Linked DNA regions of Mus musculus: region 1 is linked to region 2. The links are chromatin contacts, called in public HiChIP or PLAC-seq maps. All regions are on one chromosome and are shown on one strand. Each heading gives the region's core, a stretch centred on a gene start, on an enhancer-like site or on the middle of the called end of the contact. The rest is flanking DNA. Distances are from core to core; before and after follow the strand shown.

Region 1 (4,927 bases), core at 1,907-4,406, 71 kb after region 2:
GTCCTGGGCAGTTGCTTTTGTAACTGGGTAAAAGCACCACCCAAGGCTGCCAAGGTGTGAAAGTAACAACTTTCTAACAGGTTGATTTCTAAGGCTTCCATCCAACCCAGAGGGTCAGAAGTCTGTGGGGGTCTCAGCCTATTCCATGGTGAACAAGGGGTGCCAAGATCACTTCTTACTCTGTTGCTGCTGCTGTTGCTCTTGTTGTTGTTGTTTAAAGAAAAAAGGGGCACTGTCCACATTTAATCTGTGAGATTTAGGGGCTGTGTTCTGATGGAGGATAGTAACCATGTGGCTTTGTATCCATCTTGGTTGGTGACCTCATCAAGACAAAGACCACTTGACTTTCTTACCATCTTTGTCAAAGCAACCACATAGCATAAATCGAAATGGTAACAGAGTGGAGTGCAGTATGGAGTTAAGCAGTATGCAAGTACTACAGGCTCTCTTACAAAACCTGTCTTAGGCAGCGAGTCCCTACTGGTCCTGCAGTCCTATGGCCGACAGGTAAGACTCTAGGACACACTCCTCTCTAGAGCAGAGAGTGCATGGTGCTCACAGCTGCAGGGGGTTGAGGTCCACCAGGACCTGAGAAGATCACCACACCTAGTATTTCCTAATATTTAACTAACTCTCTCTCTCTCTCTCTCTCTCTCTCTCTCTCTCACCATCCCACATCCCATCCATCATGAATTAGCCAATCACATCAGACTGTGATGCTATGCTCTCACCGTGGGGTGAGACAGTCACCACCCTCCTATAGGATAAAAACCAAGTGGCCTGCCCACCTTGTGTGCCTGCTTACCCAGGGTTGGTCACCGTACACCTTTCTGAAAGCTGAGTTGCCTTGCTGAGTTATTTTTGTGGGAGAGACACCAGAAACACTCCTTCCCAATATCATCTATGGCAAATGGCTCACAACTGTCCAAGGATACAGCCTAGGATGATGTATGGCCCTCTTCTGACCTCCATGGGCACCTGCGCTCAGTGAGCATACCCCTACACACACACACACACACACACACACACACACACACACACACACACAGAGAGAGACACGTACAGAATTAAAAGTAAGTCCTTAAGAGACTGAACATACATATATAATAATAAAAGGAAAGAAGGAAAATAGAAACTGTATTTGTATTCTAGCCTTAAAATCCCCTCCTTCAATTTGCTCAGCTGTGTTTCAATCAGACCCTTTTGGCATAAAACCCACACTCATTAAATTTAACAGACCACTTTCATTCACACCTGAACCCAGACAGTTATCTATGGCTTTAAAAAAAAAAAAAAAAAGAATCGGAGGCAAACAAAAGACACATGTGCACAGTCACAGGCTCACTTAAAATTCACGATCGGAAACCACTAATGTCAAGTGTGTCTTTAAAAGTCATTAGCAGTCACCTGGAAATCTCCAGTTTCTTAACCTGCACACTGATCAAGTTTACATGTTCTCTTTCTACCCAAATCTCCAGGCGTTTTTTCTCATTTCTTCTGTCCGCAGACAACCTTTTATCTAATTCTTGGAGAAACTCAGAGTGACTTCCACAAACTTGAAAGGCTACATAGCCCCCAGCAAGGCTCTGTCTGCATCTACACACTCCCAACTTCTTGTACACATAGGTAGCAATCATATCTAGAGCCAGACTCACCAACTGAGACTCCTTCCCACCCCACCCAGACTCAATCAGTACTCCACACATCGTTCTCAGTGTGCTCAAATTATAAATACACAAATCGCTCTGTTCTTGCTTTCTCATCCAAAAAGTCTTGGGGTTGCTTGTTGGGTTAGTCAGGGTTCTCTAGAGTCACAGAACTTATGGAATGTCTCTATAGATTAAGGGGAATTAATGGAATGACTTATAGGCTGCAGTCCAGTTAACACAACAATGGGCAGCTATGAATGGAAGTCCAAGAATCTAGTAGTTGCTCAGTCCCACAAGGCTAGGTGTTTCAGCCGATCTTCTGTATAAACTGGAATCCTGAAGAAGTGGGTTCCAACAGATGTGCTGGCACATAAGTGCAACCAGACAAGGAAGAAATGCTTCCTTTTTCCATTGTCCTTATGTAGGCCTCCAGCAGAAGATACGGCCCAACTTAAAGGTGTGTACCACCAGGCCTGAATTTGGAACTTGCTCTGTCCCAGGCTGACCTTGAACCCAAAGATCTGCTTGCCTCTGCCTCCAGGGATTAAAGGTGTGTACAACCTTGCCTGGGCCTAAGCTTTTCTTGGCTGCTATGCCTCAAGCTCTGGATCACAGGCGTCCCTCCATCTATAGACTATACTTCATTCCAGAAGCAGTCAAGTGGACAACCAGGAATAGACCTCACACTCATTGTCAACTGGGCCCTATTCTTTTCCCTTTCTCTTGACTCCAAGGCATCTAGACTGCCGTCCACTGCCATGTTCCTCTCCGACCTACAAAGTGGCAAACCTAATGCTTCTTCCTCTCCATCTTCGCCATGGTTGACGCAACCTTATGCACTTACAATGCTATGATTTCTGCCCTTGCCAGCCGCCATGATCCTTCGATCCCGCCAGTTGCTTCTGCTGACTCCTCTTCTCCGTATTGGACAGTTCTGGAGCCTCAAGAAGACAAAGATTGCCTTTTCAGTCTGCACTCAGTGTTTCGGGATGGGATACGCACTGACCCAGATCCTATTTCAGGGAAGGACTTGCTCTCTCAGGGAAGGACTATGAATAGTGGGCACCCCATGGTGACTGAATCAGGAGGGGTAGAGGCATCCAGAGATCAACTATGACAGGTGCTCTTAGCTCACTGACAGGTGGCCCTATAGAACAGTGTGATGTCTCTGCCCAAGCATGCATCCTCTCCCCACCCATTCTAAAAGGCTGATTCTCCTGAGAACGATCTTCCTCCTAAATGTCACCATCTTACTGTCCTCGGAGATCCCAGCCTGCCTCATGACTATCAAATACCAAGACTTCCTGGTATCTCTCCACAGGCGTCGGGACACTGCCTCTCCCTGCATGAGACCATGTTCAGATACCCAAGTGTGAGCTAATCCTTCCTTCCAGGCAACCTTCCCAGCCCAGCAAGGGGAACTCAACCCTCCCAGTGGCTCAGGCTGAACTGCAGCGAGGAGCGGTTTGCACATCTCTTTCGCAACCCACATCAAATTAGTCAGAAAATTCTATTGCACCCTCTTCAAAGAAAGGAGCAAATCTGAATCTCTTTTCTCCGTACTTTGCAGTCAGCAGAACCTGGCCAGGACGCTCTCTACAGAATTATACAAAAGCTTCTTCATGGGGGTGGGGGTGGGAGCTGTCTCCCTTTCTTTTCTGCTCTCTGCAGCCCACTCTACTTGGATCTCTAAAACCATGGGTTGGATCCATGGTTCCTCTGCTCAGGGGTAAGAGCCTCAGCAGGCCCTGTAGAGCTGGACACCATCACTGCTTCTCTGCCTATGTCTCCTGTCCCTCCCATTCTTGTTCTTGCCAAGGAAGCCACACTTGCCCCACTTGATGCGACTGAACTTTCTGGACACTTTCTTTCTCAAACATGCCTGCCTGCTTTACGTCTTCATCAAGCAGTCCCCAAATTTCTTCCTCTTCCCCTCAGAATAGCCCATCCACCCAGAGAAGCTACTCTGTCACGTTGTCAGGAACACCCACCACCTCTTTATAGCCTAGGTCATTCGGTTATTAATATAAAATGAAGAAATAACCAACAGTGGGTACTAATCAGTAGCGAACAGGTTTTTATTGTTTAGAAGCAATCTACAGAGATGAGAATCTCTGTATTTCCAATGACCAAGAACCTAGATTGATGTCAGTGTCTGGCGTGTCATGGAGCCTAAAGATAAAAAGACTTGTTGAAGCCAGGTAATAGTGGCTCATGCCTTTAATCCCAGTACTTGGGAGGCAGAGGCAGGAGGATTTCTGAGTTCAAGGCTAGCCTGGTCTACAGAGTTATTTCCAGGACAGCAAAGGCTACACAGAGAAACCCTGTCTTGAAAAAACAAAACCAAAAAAAAAAAAAAAAAAAACTTGTTGAGGGAACAAAGTATGTCTCATTTTCACATCACTGATAAAATAGAATAAGGCACAGAAGTGGGGAGAGGGGTGAAAGAGAGAGAGAGAGAAGCTAAGGACAGGGTGACAGCACGGTCCTGTAACCCCAGCAGTAAGGAGGCATCGGTAGGAGGAGCCAACGTTTATGTTCATATAGGTTTCTAGCATGAGGCCAACTCCGCGAACATGGAACAAAGAGGTTTATCACAGAGTGGGGAAAAAAAAAGTGGGTGGCTGAAATAGGCTAGATATGGTCCCAAATGCAGCAACCGCCAGACTCGAAGTCCTACAACCTCATAGAATACAGCCGCAAATGCTCTGAGTGTTACAGCAGAGTCAGAAAAGGCAGGGACAGAGGGGAAAATTACACGATGCCCTCCAGACAGGAGGTTAGCTAAAAATCCAAGTTCCCAACACGAGCAAGAAGCAGCAGGAGACGATGAACCAAGGTCTAAATGAACCTCCCGGCCAGCCGAACGCCACCTCAGCAGACGGGAGTACAACAAGACAGGCTGAGGTATGACCACATCAATTACAGCTACAGGTATAAATAAAAATAAAGAAAAAGATACAATGGTATCTGTAACAGTGTCGTATTACCAAAAAAACAGGAGAAGATAAAAAGAGTTAAAATGCTTGAATCCTTGTGTTTTCTGGTAAGAGATAAAAGTACAGAGACAGACACACACAGAGAGACACGAACAGAGACACACACACAGAGACACACGCACAGAGACACACACACAGAGACATATAGAAAGAGACATATACACAGAAAGAGGCAGACAGATTTTGTAATCTAATATAACTATGATAAATGTTGTGACAGGAAGAGGGTTTTTTGGTTTTTTTGAGACAGGGTTTCTCTGTATAGCCCTGGCTGTCCTG
Region 2 (5,016 bases), core at 1,529-4,028:
ACACACACAGCAGACTGCCCTGGAGCTTGAGTAACAGGCTGTTGTGAGTCGCCTGTCATTTTCATGCCAGCGACCAAAGCTCTGGTCCTTGAGAGGAGCAGCCAGTGCTCCTAAGGGATGAGTCACTACTCCAGCCACTACATTTCTTTCTTAAGGAAAGACAAATAAACGAAACATATCAACAAGTTTTAAGCCAATCTTTTTTTTTTTTTTTAAATTTCAAAGAGTAATGATGTCACACTACAAAGACAGCTACAATAGAATGTAAACTCTGAATAGATGGCTTTGGGCAAATATCTGAGTTAAGGAAGACGCTCCCTCACTTGGATCTCTGGATCGGATCCCTCTACTTGGACCTCACCATGTCGCCCCTCCCCTTTGCTGTATGGTCCCATGGAGGCGGGCAGTCCTGGTACACGCACCTTCTTTTCACAGAAATTTCAGTCCTGCTCACCCTTCAGATGGTCTCAAAGCATGAACTGGATTGCAAGGTCTGTAATTTACATTAGATAAATCCCACTCCTGCCTCACTGAAGTCAAAAGTTAACTGCACAAGCCACATTTCATTTCTGTGGATGGAGGCTGTGCGAGCCCCATCCATGAGCCAGCTGACGGTGGATGTGAGTTAAAATTATTAACATCGCTTTCCACTCCCCCGTGGTATCAAGAATTTTATTAAAATAAATGCAGCGATTACCCTTTCGTGACTGGAAGACAGACCTCCGAGGCTGCAGTGGCAAAGATGAGATGTATTTATTTCAAAGTTAAATTTGAAGCGGGAGGGGGGAAAAATCACAAGACAACAGATTGCAAATTTAAAATTAGATTCTGGTGGGAGGTCTTGGTTTCGAGCCTGTTTTTTCCCTACTGGATGCGGTGCCTGAAGCTGGGGAGGTGGGGGGGGGGGTCTGGGGGGAAGCTAAGATTAAACTGAAATGAAGCTTTGAAAGTTTGTACTAATTCAATACAATGCCTGAGCAGAGCTTTTGCCAAGTCACACATAAATACCCTTAACCCAAGAAACTAAACAAGCTTTATAGCAGAGAGGCAATGATCTTCAATTTAGATTAGTATTGTGACTGTATTTATCTCTGCTCTTTAAAGACAACGCGGAGCAGGAATCTATCATTGTTTTGAGGCTGGGTTTGGGAACCCAGTTTGCTTTGCTTTGCTTTTTTTTTTTTTTTTTTCTTTTAACAAGCATAATCCTATCTAAAGCCAGTGAGAATCTAAAAGACCCTGAGGGCGATTCACACAGGAAAAAGGCTTCACAGTACCAGTTCAAGCTTCCCATTGCATTTTGGGTTAAGCTAACGCCTCTCAATTGTTAGAGACCTGCAACTCTAAGCTGCAGAAGTGACTGGGAACTCCTGTCCCATCATGTCTATCAGGCATTGCAGTTTCAAGGGCTGTACTCTACTGTATGTGTCACAACATCTTTCAAGTCCTCCTCAGACACACAGACACACAGGGGTTCAAATCTGCATGCACGGACCTACCTTCAAAGGCAACAGTGGTGCCCAGCCCAACTGGCCCCAGGAGCGGTGTGGCATTTAGAGACTGAGGCTGGCAATGGTGTCAGTGGCTGGAGTCGGGACGTGTGTCAGGACCTGCCCCACGGGGTGCCCATCGGGGTCTCACCTGAGTCTGGGAGAATGTGCCAGAAACCTGAAGGAGATAGGAAGTCAGAAAGGCCATGGTCAGAAGGGAAAAAGAAAAGAAAAGCGCTCACTGACTCTCTAAGGTCAACTTGATGTGAAGAAATACAATGCTTGAGTAGAGAGACAACATTTAGCTACAGATATACAATGGCAGCTCGGTCAGAGACACACAGATGTGCCAGCAGCATTGTACGGATGGTCAGAGAGAACCCTGCAGACTGGGCTGTGGATTCGGGCATTGGCTGACAGGAGCAGGTTCCTCCGGGGATATTGTTCATTGTCATAAGAGTCTCACAGGGAAGGGAAGGGTACAGGGAACCTCCATAGCCTCACAGACTCCGCTGATAAAGAGAGTCAAGGAAAATGATACGTGATGGGGATCGGGGGGGGGGGGGGGTTGTACAACTTCAATCCACAAACTTTCCTGCCTCTGTGTGTTTCTTTAATATGGCAAACATCACACTCGGATAAAGCTCACAAGGAGAATGCAGAAGAAAGAAAGTAAAATGTATAAACAGTGATTTAGCAAAATTAATAATAATAACAATAACAACAATAAGAGCTCCAAGAATGACAGTGCTAACAGTTAACGGGCTTCTCATTGTTAACACCTGAAGCTGATCTTCTGAGGTGAAACCACAAACACTCAGCCTAGCAAAAAGGCCTGAAGTGTCTTTGAGTGAATGAATGCCTGTTACCCCTTCCCACTGGACCCTCCTCTGTGAGCTGCCGGCCAGTTGCAGCCACCCACCGTTGGTAGTTGATAGTTTCGGCGAGATGGGAGCCCAAGCTGGCAAGAGCTCAGACTGGGAACACAGAGAGAACTGAGTGGAAAGGGCCCACGCGGAGGCAGGAAGTAAATAAACCTATACGTCCGCACGGAATGGAACAGTGAGTTTTGTTTCTCCTTTATCTTGGGAAACGTGCTGTTTAGCCATGAAGCCCGTGACTCACGTCGGCAGGGGAAGGAACTGAAGTTCTAGCCGTACCCCGTTATTAGCCCACGGCGCGTGCTCTTTCCACGCTTGCCCCCACAGCCAGCCTGTTCATCCCCTTTCCTAGGCCCCCCCTTCCACTGCTCTCGGCAAATACCCCCCAATTTCAAAGCAGCCCCTGAATCGCTTAGGAACTGGCAGATATTAATAAGCAACAGCCCATTTATATTGAAATGGACTCATTACTGTGCCAGCTGCCAATGATTTGCAAGGCTGGCTCCTCGCTGGCAGAGCGGCCTGCAGGCGGCTGTCCCTCCACCTGCACCACGGAGGCTGAGAATGCAGTTCTCATCCTTAAAAACAAATTATCCTATCTACCAGAATTAAAATGTTTTCTATCTACATTCTTCCTAGACCCGAACAAAAGAACTAGCTGAAAAAGATAAAAGTATAGGATGTTATTCATGAAACACAAAGGGAAAGGACACTGAGCCTGTTTGGTAATTTCCCCCCTGGTTTTAGGAGGTGAAAAAAATGTACCCATTACCTTGTCTGTGGAATGGAAACACTGAGGTAGCCTAGAACGGAGCCCACACATGCTTGTTCCTTTGTAATCAGCAGATAAAGCTAAGAGCACAATGTGCCAGCAAGCACTCACTGTGGCTGCAGTGACCAGACACCACGGTGACCTTGGGAATGTGTGCTGGTAGCCTTGAGACTCACAGGGTTCTGGATAATTAGAAGGCGGCTACACACCAAGCTCAGGGGTGGGAGTTTGTGCCTGGGACCGCTGCATGCAGTCGTCACAACTTGGCTCTGCAAGTAGAATCTTCACTAGCAGTGTGATTAGGGGCAGACTGTTAATCCACCATCTAAAACTGGGGATAATAATAGTTGCAGACTATTGGGTTGTTGTGAGCATTAAATGAGATCATCTACGTTACATAATCCACTAGCTGCCTATCTGGTGATTGGTTCTGCTAAACGTGTACTATCTTTGTTGAATTTTTGTAGACCAGAAGGAGCACCCTAGGGGATGGGTGGGCTGTTGAAACAGGGGCTAGTAGATCACCTATGTATGCACTGAACAGTTTACGTGCCAGGTATCAAATGACCAGTTTGCGCAGGCGGTGGAGAACAGTACCCAGGGCTGAAAGTCCAACTGCCCCAGCCCTGTGGGATGATGATGATGATGATGATGATGATGAAGCCGCCATCTCGGAAGCTCTGTGTTTACGGCTTTTCCTAAGCCCTTGGGCTGCTCCACCCGGATGCCCCGAGGCTTGCTTGCCTCGGGATTTTTATTGTTTTGTCCTGTGTTTCTTTGCAGGTTCCAAGAACCCCTGTGCACGGGAAAGAGCATTGCACCTGTCTTCGAGGAACCTAGCTGCAGTGACCAGCCTCTCACTCGATGCATTCTGTAGAAGTGTGTTACTTCTTCCTCTGCCCTTGATATGCCCAAAACATCTGCAATGAGTCAATTACTGAGAACCACCAGGTTTCCTTCCTCTCAGAACCTAAACGTGAGAAGACGGGTAGGGCAGGGTCAAACTTCTGAACATTTATCTCATATACAATAAATGCCAAGAAGATTTAGATTTTATTATTCATATTAGCTCCCAAATCAGGATGCAGTAGATGGGGTAGATGGGATGGATGGGACAGACAGACAGACGGGCAGAAGGGATGGATAGATCAGACAGCTGATCTAGGACACCAGAACGTTTTAGTATTTAAAAAATAAAGAATAAAGAAAGTTCATCAGTTTTCATTTTTCTTTTAAACTGTTACTTAAAGACTTGGAGCGACATTCGTACAGAAATAATGTAAAACAGAGGGGCATGCGAGATGGTTCAGCAGGTAAAGGCTCCTGCAACCACGCCTGAAGATCTGAGTCTGATTACAGGGGTGGCCAGGGTAGAAAGAGAAAGCCGCTTCCCACAAGATGTCCTGTGAGCTCCACGCATGTGCCATGATGAGTGCAAGACTGTGTGTGCGTGTGCATGTATGTGTGCATGTATGTATAAGTGTGTATATGTGTATGTTTGTGTATGTATGAACATGTGTATATCCATGTATGTGTGCATGTGTGTATACATGTATATGTGCAGGCATGTATATGTATGTTTGTGTATGTGTGTATGAGTACATGTGTGTGCATGTGTGTATGTGTGTACATGTGTGTATGTTTGTGTACATGTGTGCATGTGTATATGTGTTCATGTGTGTATGTGTATGTGTGTGTGTCCACCTGTCTGTGTACACATTCCCACACTTACAAATAAAATGAAATTAAAGATAGAAACAATACAGGAAATTACTACTGGAAAAAGAAACACAGCAGAAGCAGGGGGCAGGGCTGATAAACAACTCCTGAGCTACAAATACAGCCAGCTTCACATTGAGGGAGCTCTGGTTAC

The links. HiChIP or PLAC-seq counts read pairs in DNA pulled down with a chosen protein or histone mark.
Region 1: an H3K4me3 HiChIP or PLAC-seq map of bone marrow-derived macrophages shows a contact between it and region 2, with 2.2 times the contacts expected there. The contact joins two enhancer-like sites. A contact is called at or near these places in 1 of 39 promoter capture datasets (the C10 cell line), 3 of 484 Hi-C or Micro-C datasets (CD4 T cells, CD8 T cells and Th1 cells), 3 of 115 datasets of contacts at active chromatin or transcription factors (the HPC-7 cell line, PVALB interneurons and bone marrow-derived macrophages) and 5 of 9 other capture datasets (adipose tissue, embryonic stem cells, liver and 2 more).

The regions. Positions count from the first base shown.
Region 1 is chr16:89,977,490-89,982,416 of GRCm38.p6, forward strand. It overlaps a transcript of Tiam1 not described here. Among named protein-coding and RNA genes, the nearest start is that of Tiam1, 19 kb to the left of the region's middle. Within about 2 kb of position 3,157, at least 18 of the 459 cell types and tissues checked have an H3K27ac peak or open chromatin away from gene starts, as enhancers often do. A contact at or near this core is called in bone marrow-derived macrophages, where this site is marked.
Region 2 is chr16:89,907,048-89,912,063 of GRCm38.p6, forward strand. Tiam1 (T cell lymphoma invasion and metastasis 1) reads right to left here. Exons shown (of 28, transcript NM_009384.3): 3 at 1,500-1,668. Among named protein-coding and RNA genes, the nearest start is that of Tiam1, 51 kb to the right of the region's middle. Within about 2 kb of position 2,779, at least 29 of the 459 cell types and tissues checked have an H3K27ac peak or open chromatin away from gene starts, as enhancers often do. A contact at or near this core is called in bone marrow-derived macrophages, where this site is marked.